3 separate regions of the Gossypium hirsutum genome follow, and all the other regions are linked to region 1. A link is a contact called in public Hi-C data. All regions are on one chromosome and are shown on one strand. Each heading gives the region's core, a stretch centred on a gene start, on an enhancer-like site or on the middle of the called end of the contact. The rest is flanking DNA. Distances are from core to core; before and after follow the strand shown.

Region 1 (4,237 bases), core at 1,108-3,607:
ACAAGTGAAAATGGACATTTGTGATTGATTTATTGGAGGAAAACAAACCTCACGAGTCTCGGTGGCAAATTCAAAGTTGGGTCCTTCAACAATTGCATCAACAGGACATGCCTCTTGGCAAAGTCCACAGTAGATACATACCTGCAAAGTTGAACTAATGTAAGACAAAGAAGACAACCATAAAAGAAAAGAGGGGGAAAAAAGGGAAAAAGAAAAAAAAGAGAAGAGAGATTGAACCTTGTAGTTCGACGACTTCCATCCTCCCTTTCCTCAGCCTCTATTGTGATTGCTTGCGCTGGGCATATCTGATAAACCACTATCACTACATGAGAACATCATAACAGTAAATCCACATTCAGTGAGAGAAGCTTAATCAGGAGTTGATAATGGATAGGATTAGTGAAAATTAATCAGCAAACCCAAGAACAGTTTGACGGGTCCAACTTCTCACAGATTGCTTACTCTTCAAGAGAAGCAATAACAGACACTAATCTTCCTTTCTATATAACTAGAGGGTATAATAGAGATAATACACATAACAAATATAGTAAACTTTTTTTTATGCATATTACCAGGTGAACCAATTCAGTGACCATAACACCCATTTAATTGCGAGTATGCCTAAGACCACATACAGACTAAAACGAAAAGGCGTAAAGCCCCCAGACTCCCACTCCAGTCAGGTGTCCATACCAGAGGGCAGGGGATACTTTCTCCCAGGTTGATAATAGTCATTCCATATTGTATCACTGCATGGTGGTACCATTCCCACCAAATAAAAGTAATATAGGTAACTGATAATGTTGAACTTACAGCTTCACAAAGGCAATGCAACGTTCCTCTCCAGTTGGATATTGGCGGAGAGCATGTTCCCCTCAAAAACATGGGCTCAATGGACCCTTCCCAAATGGATAGTTAATCTGTACAAGAAAGACAGGTTTGTATCATAATATGTTCAATGCAAGCTCAAAGAAAAGAATCATGAGGACACTTACTGTAACTTTTCTGTCAAAGAAGTACTTGAGAGTCAGCATGAGGCCCCTAACCATTTCAGTTAGAAGCAATGTGTTTATGCTTCGCTTAAAAACTGTCATTGAGAAGAATATAAAAAGACATTAATTGAAAAAGATAAAATTGAACTACTAACAAGTAATAGAGACAGAAACATTTCAGTGCACACTATATTACCAGAACTCCAGACTTAGAAATCTCCTTTGCAAGCTGCTCTCTTTCTAAATCATCTGCAGTTAATACACATGAAAACACACATGAACCAAGACATCTTATATCAAGCAAAAGAACAGCCTTAAAAATAGAAGTCCCATCAAACACTAGGATTGATGGTCATGCATGGAAGAAAATTGTTAAAGCATTTCTTATGATTTCCATGGAGAACCGTGGTGGAAAACTGAAAGGCATTTATTCCCATTGCATGCTCTTCCAAAACTCAAAACATATCTCCCCATTAATAACATAAAATAATTCATAATCTTCACTTTCCATCCATATTCCATAGAATTCTTAATACTTTTCCAATTTCAAAATAGCTATAGCTATAAAAAAAAGGAAGATCAAAGAGGGAGTAAGGCAAGACCTTCTTGGTGCTATAGGAGTGCGAACTGTGTTGCAGACCATAGTTTTGTAAACCTTGCAACGCTTGCCCCGACACAGCCTATAAATACATAATCCAAAAGAATCAGTAAAATATCCAAAAAGAAAAAATACAAGTCCCAGAAAAATCATAACAACGTTGATGACAAATAATCAGTGAGGTTCTGTTAATACTTAATAGCTTTTGAGCCGATGGAGAAAGCAATTAAAACAGGAAAAAACGAGAGCTTAATTTATGGAAATTGAAGTAAAACAAAAGAGAATAAATTTTAAAATTATATACAACAGAGGAAAAGTCTCTAACCTAAATCTACATATGAGCCTCGCCTTTTTCCACAACTTCATTTCTGTACATTATCAGGTGCCAGAAAAATAACATTTTAATTCCCGCTGGCTATGAACAAATTCTAATGAATAATCAATTCCATGATCATATAAATCTAAGGCATGGATCAAAAGGAGAAGAGGAAAGTGAGTTCTTACGAGGTGTCGAGCTCGGAAAGCATTGAGAGAATTACGAGCGAATATCGCAGCCATTGATTTTGATTGTTGATGGCGTTGATCTCGATCGGAACTGTAACTAAGCTTCTCCTCCCCACCTCATTAATCGGGTATTTTCTCTTTTCAGTTTTTTACGGCGTCGTTTTATCCTGCGCTACATTAGTATGGACTTATGAATGTCCAGCTCAAAGAAAGTAGGGCCCACTGGCCCACGAAGAACATTTCAACCTAACGGCGTCGTTTCGAAGGAGCTCAGGATCTCAAATCTCTGAACCCATATTTTTAGGGTTTAAGGAAGACACCACTGCCAGCCTCCCGGTGTCTGTTTCAACTCTCCACCCAATTTCCAAACCAGCGAGAAATGGCGTCGTTTTTCGGATCAGCAATGCGGGCTGGCTCGAGGACCCTAGCTTCTCGGTCTAAAACCCTAACTGTAAAGAGCCTAATCCCAAATCCTTCAACAAGATCCCTCCCTCGCGCCTCAAGGTACTTGCTTTTTGTTTTTTCCATCTAAATTTTTTATCAAATTCTTGACTTCTTTTTTTTTTTTAAAGGATTGTTTCGGCGTTGGGAGGATTAGAGTCGATGATGCCACTTCATAGTGCCATTGCATCTGCTCGCCTGCAATCAAGCATAGCCGTCGATTCCTCCTGTTGGAGCTGCCTCTCTCAAGGTTTTTCTTCTTTACCTTTAAAAAGAAACAATTGTTTAATATATCAATGTCTCATCAACGTTATAGTTGTTCTGTTGGTTCAAGTTTTTTTATGCTACAATTGGGTATAAGTTTCAAATGCCGTATAGTTTTTGTTGCAAGTTTAGGAATGAATTGTCCTTCACTTCCCTACGTTCCCTTTGACGTTATTCAAGAATCCAAAGTAGAACTTTATATAGAAATTGACTTCCGATGCTCTTAGCTGTAATTGTTTTGAGGAATTATATATGTAAAAATATGTACTAATTTCTAGTAATAATATGGGCTTCGGATTGTGAGCTTGAAGTATTTGAAGACAACCGTGTGATCTGCATTGTTAGAATGTTGGGTTCTAATGGTCATGGAATAAAACTTGACTATCCATGAAAGCATGTTGTTTGATGTACAAACATAGCTGTTCTACTTCTAACTTGGTTTTCTAATTCATGAAATAGGACTTGCAACACCCTTGTGACAAAGCTGGATACTTTGTGGGGCTGGGACATTAAGAGCATAGGGTCTTTGTTTTTGAAAGCTCTGTCAAGGGATTTCTGGACAACTGAAACTTCTTCAGCTCCAATGTCTTAGCAAATGATTAGCTACCTTTGCAGCATATTGGGGGTTTTGTTGTTGATTTGTGATGCATCTGATTTAGACCTTTTATATGCTTTGGAGGAATCACTGCCCAAAGCAAAATCCATATTACTTTATTTACAAAGTGAACTTCTAAGCTTTCTTGCTCTTAACTTTTTTTTTAAGTATTCATGTATTTGATATATATTTGGACATGAAAAGAAAAATATGATGTTTTAAGGTGCACCTAATTCATGAAAAACCATGAAAACAATGAACACACACACACACACACGTGTACTAATAGCATAGCTTTCTTTTCTTATTTACTGAATCAATTTTCATTTCAGATCACTTTGACTTACATTGTAATTTTTTTTGTTCAAACCACTCAAGATAGTAATTTGACTAATAAAAGAACAGCAGTGAGAAATATCAATAAAGCCCTGCATTTAACTTTTGATTGATAAGTCAATTTATACATACCACTATTTGCATGGTGGAATATTCAAATATTGTTAGCTATAACCTCACTTTGAACACATAGAATGGTTATAAGTCATCGAGTAACCGAAAATTTTTAACAATCTTATCTCCTTTCCAGCCAACAATAACTTTCACGTTTAAGACCAGGAAAAAGAGGTGCATAGCAGCCTCAAGCTAAATTATCTTCTTCTTTTTTCTTTTTTTTTGTATATGTTAACACATTGGGGAATATCTAGTTTTATGCACAGAGTAGTCAGTTCGCGTCATTATTCACCAGTTTACTATATGCACAGAAGTCTGAGAGAAAACTAAACCCTTTATAAGCAGCAGTATCTACAACCAATGCCATCGCCATTGATAAATACCATTCTTTTT
Region 2 (4,237 bases), core at 1,066-3,565, 210 kb before region 1:
CCTCAGGACTGCCCAAGCTTGGAAGCAATCTAAGCCTAGAATCATGTTCCACTTTCTGACTCTGCTTATTCTGACTATTGTTTCTTGACTGATCATGAAGTAATAGAGGTGCAACATTCTGCCTGGACAGTGAATTCTCCACTCTTCTGGACTCGAAAAGGCTATCAGCTTTCTTCTCATGGACCCAAAAGTTAGAATAGCTGCAAAGTTTAGCATCTGCGAGGTGCTCTTTGGATGCAACAACTGGGCTTGGTTGATCAATGTTTTCATGCGGATATGCGAAGGACTGTGTTTGAGCCGCAGCACTATTCAGTAAATATGGTACAATTTTAGAACATGACCCAACATTATCCCGAAAAGATGATGAAACAGCTAAAGTGTTGTTTTCAAGAAATTCATGAGGCTTGATCAGCTGCTGAGGAACTCGTGATATGCCCTCTGGATAAGTCCACTCACTTCTACCCAACCCAATAGAATTATGGCCATCATTGAGATCAATTTGATACTTCACTGCCTCACCGCCAGATGAAGTACCTGCATTATTCTTTGAAGACATGGCGTTCTCCCTATTTCCTAAATTGCTGAACAGTGGAAGAGGCTGTCCATCTAAAATTTCTTTCCCCGACTTCATTGAAGCCATCCTCAGACGCTTCTTCAAGGTGTCATCTGTTCTGTCTTCAGAAACGTCTCTAAATCCTTGAGAATAGGTTGAAATATTCGCTGCAATTTCAGTCCTAGAAAGCAAAGGGTGCTTCTTAAAATCTTCGTGATCATCTTTTCTCGGTCCAGGGGAGTGCAGTAAATGACTGCGAACCTCAGTGGATGGTTTATGCCTTGCATGTTTCCAGTGATCCATCCAAGCAGCTTGGTAATGATTCATAGATTTCCTAGCTGTTCCATCACTATCAGGATCTGATTTTGCAACACGATCAGACATGATATGATCAAATTTTATTTTAATTTCAGAAGTCTCAGGGGCTCATTGCACCTTAACTGAAAAAAAATTCAGCAAACACCATCAAACATAATATCCATTAGGTTTCAAAACAAAATTCAAACAAATTAGAAATCAGAAATTAAAAAAAAAATCAAAATCTAATGCTCATAAAGGCCAGTAATTGGAGCTTAGTGGCATTTAAGGATCAACAAGTTATATGCGTAACTAATAACCCAATTTCAACCCATAAAGAAGGGAACCCAATTAGAAACCTTAAGGTTGAAGCAGCCAAAGAGTTCTTTGATTGCACTAGTTAAACCCTTATGATCAATCCAGGCTCCCAAAGTTACAACGTTTGGTCGCTCCTACGAATTTTAAACTGGATAGCACGATCCCACATATACTATAAAAGCAATATATTTTACAAGATCAAGCGATCCGTAGTTAAATTTCCAAAAAAAGTTTATTTTCGCATATTCTTGTTTGATTGTATTTCCTAGTAGGAAGATAAATTTTGGATTATTATTAATTTTCTTGTTTAGGACCTATATATTAGGCATTGATCTTTTTCTACATTGGTATTGAAAGTTCTTCTAAATATTTAATTATTATTTTGTTCTGTATCCAAAAAAACATATATTATTTTCGTTAAAAGCTAACTTAATTACCAATAAACAAATATTTAATTAACTATTAGAAAGGCCGTTTCACATTGTAACGTAACGTATTTATAATAAATAAAGAAGTACGTTTGGATTCTGGAGTTCATTCCATGAACCGAATCTATCCTTTTCAAATAAAGAAGAAAAATAATAGCACAAAAAAGACTACTTACTCATACTTTCCCTTATTTTATATTTCATCGCTACTAATAAAACGGATTGTACAGTTCCGTAAGCAAAAGTAGAGAATCATAACTCATAAACTACTCAAGCAGAGCAAGTAGTAAAAAATCGGAAGAAGTCGAAACAAGTAAACAAGCTCCGTGCACCAACTAAACAACAACCGAAGATGCTAAAAGAAAGCAGTATGAAAGCGAGCAAGCAATAACGAGTAAAAATTAAGTCAAAACCGCGTAAGAACTCACCTGAACAGGCTGAGAAAGAGGAATCAAGAGTTCACGAAGAAAAGAAAGAAGGAAGATGAAGGAGAAGAGCAAGAGTTAAGCACAGATCCATGGAGAATTTAAGATCAGAAAATAAGGAAAAATGTACAGTTAAATTGGGGAATTTTGAGAATTTGTGGACGGTGGAAGAGATAGAAAAAGAGGGGGGTGGGGGAATGAAGGACGGGATGTAATTGGTGAAAGAAGGAAAGAAAGAAATGAAAGGAAAAAGAAGGCATCTTAGGAAGCCGAGAGCCACATTTTCACATGTCTTTAGCGAGTCGAGCCGATGAAATCTGGGAGCTGAATTAAACCGGGGTCCCACACCCCTGCACTTTTCTATTATCATTTAAACAACGAAAAATTAACATTCTAATTAGCATTTTAATTTGAATTAGAATTCTAATACAAAGTTGATTCATTTTCTTGATTTTGAAATTTACCAAATTTAACAATATTTTCTTTTTTGGAAATCTATGTATTTTTAATTGGCTCTTAGGAAATTTGGACCGACAGTAATATTGCAGCCATTTGAGTTGCACCAACTTATGATATTATATATATGATTTCTCTGTGTAAAGGTAGATAGTCCAAAACCTTTTTACATGTTGGCTCCAAAATATCTTTATTTGTTAAGAATAATAATAATAATCCCCAAAGGTCTCGCATCATTAGATCTGAGTGGGAGGGTCTGGTTTTGAATTAAAATTTTTTCGAACGGTTCGTTTTTTAAATTAGTCGAGTTTTAAGTAAATTTTTTATTCGGGTTCAACTCGAATTTGTAAAAAAAAAAAGTTTTTTTTGTTGTTGTTTTGTCACTACTTTGGTGCTGTTTCGCTATTATATTTCTATTGTTTTATTATTATTATTTAAATATAATATAATTCTTGTTTTATTATTAATGTTACTATTATTTTAGAAGTATTTGCTTGTTAAGTTGCACTTATCTTAGTGTTATTTAAGTATAAATAATTCTTTAATTTAATTTTAATTTATTGGTAAACATTTATTTTAATGTTTTTAGTGTATTTGATGTATTATATTTTTAAATTTTTTATATAAAAATAATAATATAAAAAAATTTAATATGGACGGGCCGAGCCGAACTCAAACCTAAAAAATGGACATAAAATTTTATTGAGGCCCGGCCCATAATCACCTCTACACATCATATATGATATATATTAAATAAATAAATTTATAAATCGGGCAAATGACCAAAAAAGGCCATTTTTTTTTCAAAAATTATCGAAATTGGCCAATTATCTAATTATTTACCGGAATGGTCAATTTTCCGCGAAATCGCGTCCACGTCAGCACGATGTCAGGGTACGTGCTAGGAAATCACGTCCACGTAATCGCGATTTGCTGACGTGGACACAAATCGCGCCCTCTAGGACGCGATTTGCTGACGTGGCATCAGTTTATGTTTTTTAGCTTGGAAAACTTTGAAAGGCCATAACTTTTGGCTTGGTTGTCCGATTGAGACGATTTTTTTTATTTCGAATAACTTTTCGAGATCTACGCGTTGGCAAAATTTATTTGAAATAAAAAAAAATCGTCTCAATCGGACAACGAGCCAAAAGTTATGGCCTTTCAAAGTTTTCCAAGTTAAAAAACATAAACTGATGCCACGTCAGCAAATCGCGTCCTAGAGGGCGCGATTTGTGTCCACGTCAGCAAATCGCGCTTACGTGGACGCGATTTCCTGGCGCGTACCCTGACATCGCGCTGACGTGGATGCGATTTCGCTGAAAATGGACCATTCCGGTAAATAATTAGATAAGTGGCCCATTTCGGTAATTTTTGAAAAAAAAAGGGCTTTTTTTGGTCATTTGCCCTTATAAATCATCATTAAAATAAAACAAAACAAAATAAAGTAAGAACCCTTCTATCCTCTCTTGCAAGGTTATTTCATAGGTTGAGAAGCTCTTCTTGTTGGGTTAATATTAAAACAATCAGATAGTTTAAAATAATTTTAATTCGATTAATCTACATCAATTTTATTCCAATTCAAATAACATTTAAAATATATAATCAATTTGATTATTTGTTTTTATTCAATTACTAATCAAATAAGTGGTGAATTGTGCCAAAGCACAATGAATCTAATCCAACCAATAAATAACATTATAATTTAACGTACAATATTTAACTTATCGGTAACATTAAAAATGAAAGTAATCTAATTTTAA
Region 3 (4,237 bases), core at 603-3,102, 150 kb before region 1:
CAAGTCAAAATCATCATTTATGAAACTTGGGGAATATCAGTGCATGATTTGAGATATTATTAACTTAAAGATGTCTTACTTTGCTGTGGGCGGTACTAGCTTGTATTCAATTGAAATTAAGGTCTTAGTTTTTTTTTTTTTTTTTGTGCGTGTGTGTTTGACTTTTTAAATATCCCTATGCAGTTAAAAGAAATTATTAAAAAGCTTTGGTATAGCTTTCTTTCCTGTCTTAACTTACTGCAATGTAAGTGTAAATTTTCTTGGACAAACTTATTTCCAAGATTCAGACTTTTCCAATTTACCTAGCATCTCTTTAGCATACTTGCTGCTTGAGTGCAACAATTCTAGCATGACTATCTGTAAGCACCATTCCATTATGTGCTCAAGCGATAACTGGTAGAAATGATGTTCTAATTAAAGTCTCTGGTTCTGCAAATGCAGGAGAATGTGCTTGAAAGCATTTGCTCTTACCTGTCAATTTCATTTAGCTGTTACCTTGTCATTGTCAATTACTCGATCTTGTGCATTCCACTATTAGAATGTAGAATCTCTTATCTATTTATTTATTTCCGAAGTATGGTTTTTTCTATTTATAGAATAGAAATGTGATATTAGTAAGTGGTGTGGACATGTATTTGGACCTTTTTTTGTCTTGCTTGAGATCTGTATGGCTTTGTCTTAATGAAAGGGTTTTTAAGTATGGATAATACTCAGTTCTGTTTTGTGATTTCTTCAGGTACTCCATGACCAAGGCTTTCTGCATAGCATTTGTCATGACTTTCTTTTCGGTATTTGATGTCCCTGTCTTTTGGCCTATATTGCTTTGTTATTGGATTGTTCTCTTTGTCCTTACAATGAGGCGTCAGATTGCACACATGATCAAATATAAGTATATTCCATTCAGCTTTGGGAAGCAGGTCAGCTTCAACCGGATATATATATTTTCTACTCTTATAATTGCTACTATGTCAGCATGTGTCTTTTGCTTGTACTTTTATTTTCTAATGGCTACCGGGACCTCCCAATATGTTTGCTTGAAAGATAACAATCTTTTTTTTTTCTTTATGGACAGAAATATACTGGTAAGAAAGCTTCCCCAAGTAGCGATGGCTCCCGTGTGGATTGAAGCTTGGTTGGTTCACAGGGTAAGTAAATGACCTGGTGGAAAAATGCAATGTTGCATCCAGATGATAATTCATGATAACTGATTTTCACCTCTGCTGTTATGGATTTTTTAGTATGCAGTCACTGCAAAACAAAAGTTGTCCCTGTGAATAGTCTTCAAATATTGTGAGGCCTCAAAAAGAATAATCTTCTTAAATGTAATAAAAATATAAAAAACTTATTTATGCTTATAATATTTATAGGGTGTTTTTAATTGATATGAAGCTAACCAAGCATATCTTATGCTGGGTCTAGGTTATATCATTAACAGGCAAAGTCCCACACTCCACTTGCCTTATGGGGGTTCCTTGTCCATACATGTCGTTTTCCATATTCCTTTGGTTATTCAAGCTGCAACTTACCATGAGGAAGTTAGAAGGGAAAAGAATGAAATGAATAATTCAGCAGGGATTCATGACCAGGAATACATTTCTCTGAGCTACGTGAAGGAAAAAGAAGCAGAAAACAATGGAATAAAACATATATATAGCGAGTAGTGACTGCTGACATGGTAATTAAATAAGGTTTAAGAGAATGACATTGACGCGCGTTTGAATTGGACGATTTAAAGCAGTGTTTTGTTGCAGAGATTGAGAGAATGCAGAGGTAATAGCACCCTTTGTCTCCTTCTCTCCCATTTCTTATTGCAGAGATTGAGAGGATACAAAGGTTGAGAATCTGTTAGCCATGGCTTTGGGACCATGCAAATGGATTTCCACCATCACATTTGCCTTCCTTTTGGTCATGTTCACTGTCACTCTTTGGAGCCTTGAATCAAATCAAGTTCAATACCCATTTGCAGGGTAGGTTCAGTTAATTTGAAATATAAACTCATATTTTCTTTGTTTCCACGTCACTTGATTTGAATATTATTTTGGGTTTATACGGCTTTTTTTTTAAAATTTTTATATCCACTTTATGCATTATTAGTGAATTAGATAATGAGGCATTGTTCATGCAGGGATTTAACAAAGATGATTCTAGGCAAGCTTGAAGGATGGAGTTTGAGCAAGCATGGGGTGATCACTGAAGAGGGTAAAAGAGGGGCTAAATCTGTAGGACCAAACATGACATCTTGCCATCCATCTTATGGCCGTAAGGATCTTCTTGTTGATTGTTGCCCACCAGGATTCCAGTTACCGCTACCCTTCGTTGATTTCCAGTTTCCCGATCCCCAGTCCCCATTAAGAATCCACCGCCCAGCCCATGCTGTCGATGTCGACTACATCGCTAAATATGACAAGGCATTGTCCATAATGAAGTCGCTACCACACCATGACCCTCGAAGTTTCTCCCGTCAGGCAAACTTGCACTGTCTCTTCTGCACCGGAGCCTACGACCAACAAAACTCCAATGCTCCGCTCAGTATCCACCGCACATGGTTGTTTTTCCCATGGCATCGAATGATGATATACTTCCACGAACGTATCCTCGGTAGTCTCATCGGAGACGAAACGTTTGCTTTGCCATATTGGGCTTGGGACATCCCTCAAGGGATGGTAATACCCGATATGTACACCAACAATAGTTCATCTTTTTATCATACAATGCGCGACGTTTCTCATCTTCCACCACAAACGGCGGATTTAAACTATGTTTCGGACACAAAACTAATCCCTGAAGATCAAATAGATATAAATCTTGCATTTATGTATATAACCAAATGGTGTCTGGAGCAAGAAAGACCGAACTGTTCAGGGGGTGTACATATAAAGCTGGAAAGGAAGGTTACTGTAATGGACCAGGCACAATAGAGCTTGCCCCTCACAACGCTTTGCACACATGGATCGGGAGCAGCTTAAACCCTGGAAGGGAAGATATGGGTAAGTTTTACTCTGCAGCAAAGGACCGTATTTTCTACGCACACCATGCAAACATAGATCGCCTATGGGAAGTTTGGAGGGAAGCTCATAAACAACAATTGGATATCAAAGATCCAGATTGGCTCGACTCTTTCTTTTACTTCTATGATGAGAATTTGAGGCTCGTGAGGGTTAAAGTCGGTGATGTTGTGGATACAATCAAACTGGGTTATTCTTATGAACAGGTTCACCGTCCGTGGTTGAATATGCGTCCCAAGCCTTCTTACCCACCAAAACTAGCTCGTCAAACGTTGAAAACGAAAGAGAAGAACAAATTAGAAATGTTGTCAAGGACCCATGTTTCGTCCTCCGAGTTGGATACTCATGGTCGAGCTCTGGACGCTAGCTTGACAGTAAAGGTTAGGAACCATTGGAGGAAGAAGGAGAAAGAAGAGGAAAAGGTCATGGTTGTGCACGGGATTGAAGTGAAGGGAGATGCATATGTTAAGTTTGATGTGTATGTAAACTTGATTGATCAGTTCAAGATCAGCCCAAAGTTCAGGGAATTTGCAGGGACCTTCGCTCACATTCCGGGCGGCGGACCCGGGAAGAAGAAAATTGACCTTAAACTTGGAGTGTCGGAACTGCTGGAAGATTTGGAAGCCGACCAAGATGAAAGCATATGGGTAACATTGTTACCAACAACACCAAGTTGCAGCAATGTAACAGTTGGAGGGGTTCGAATGGAGTACATCAAATAATTTTGATATATTTCTCGATTAAGTTTTGTTTTCTTTGCTTTTTTCTTTTAAAATCTTTCCAAGAGTCATCATTATTTGTTTCATGATGACCCTTTTGCACTGAAAATAATAATCATGGGATGGGACATATTGTATTAAATTTATTTTCTACTTTTTATATTGTCTAAATATTATGTATTATCAATAAATAATTATAATCAACAAACCAATAGTAAAAGACTTGTCAATAATTACTAATAATTTTATTTGAAATAATTAAATAATCATAATCATTATAAATCAATATTAATAACTCTTGGATTTAGAGAATTGAGTTTAAGAGGTTAGGGTATTGGATTTAGTGTTTAGGATATCAAGTTTAGGGTTTAAGGTTTTATAATTTATTTATAATTAATTATTATTTAATTATGTTTAAATAAAGTTATTAAAATTTATTTATAAGTCATCCACTATGTTTAATTTTATTTAATGATGATGTATTGTATTATATTATTATTCATTTGATGGTAC

The links. Hi-C and Micro-C count contacts between places; a contact is called where the count stands out from the background.
Region 2: a contact with region 1 is called in a Hi-C map of leaf, with 1.8 times the contacts expected there. The contact joins the promoter of LOC107945030 here to the promoter of LOC107953434 in region 1. A contact is called at or near these places in 4 of 34 Hi-C or Micro-C datasets (hypocotyl and leaf).
Region 3: a contact with region 1 is called in a Hi-C map of leaf, with 1.7 times the contacts expected there. The contact joins the promoter of LOC121224480 here to the promoter of LOC107953434 in region 1. A contact is called at or near these places in 8 of 34 Hi-C or Micro-C datasets (callus, leaf and seedling).

Annotation. Positions count from the first base shown.
Region 1 is chrD12:3,711,685-3,715,921 of Gossypium_hirsutum_v2.1, reverse strand. It overlaps LOC107953434 (protein NONRESPONDING TO OXYLIPINS 2, mitochondrial), which reads left to right and starts at 2,357. Exons shown (of 3, transcript XM_016888742.2): 1 at 2,357-2,598; 2 at 2,667-2,785; 3 at 3,259-3,622. The coding sequence starts at 2,474. The coding sequence ends at 3,278. It also overlaps the pseudogene LOC107953432 and the pseudogene LOC107955939.
Region 2 is chrD12:3,919,057-3,923,293 of Gossypium_hirsutum_v2.1, reverse strand. LOC107945030 reads right to left here and starts at 2,315. Exons shown (of 6, transcript XR_005922239.1): 1 at 2,025-2,315; 2 at 1-993.
Region 3 is chrD12:3,859,443-3,863,679 of Gossypium_hirsutum_v2.1, reverse strand. LOC121224480 (aureusidin synthase) reads left to right here and starts at 1,852. Exons shown (of 3, transcript XM_041107879.1): 1 at 1,852-1,967; 2 at 2,126-2,663; 3 at 2,788-2,796. The coding sequence starts at 1,852. The coding sequence ends at 2,796. LOC121224635 (polyphenol oxidase, chloroplastic) reads left to right here and starts at 2,127. Exons shown (of 1, transcript XM_041108252.1): 1 at 2,127-3,895. The coding sequence starts at 2,828. The coding sequence ends at 3,727. LOC107945031 (protein RER1A) reads left to right here. Exons shown (of 9, transcript XM_041108253.1): 7 at 737-917; 8 at 1,073-1,145; 9 at 1,420-1,967. The coding sequence ends at 1,126.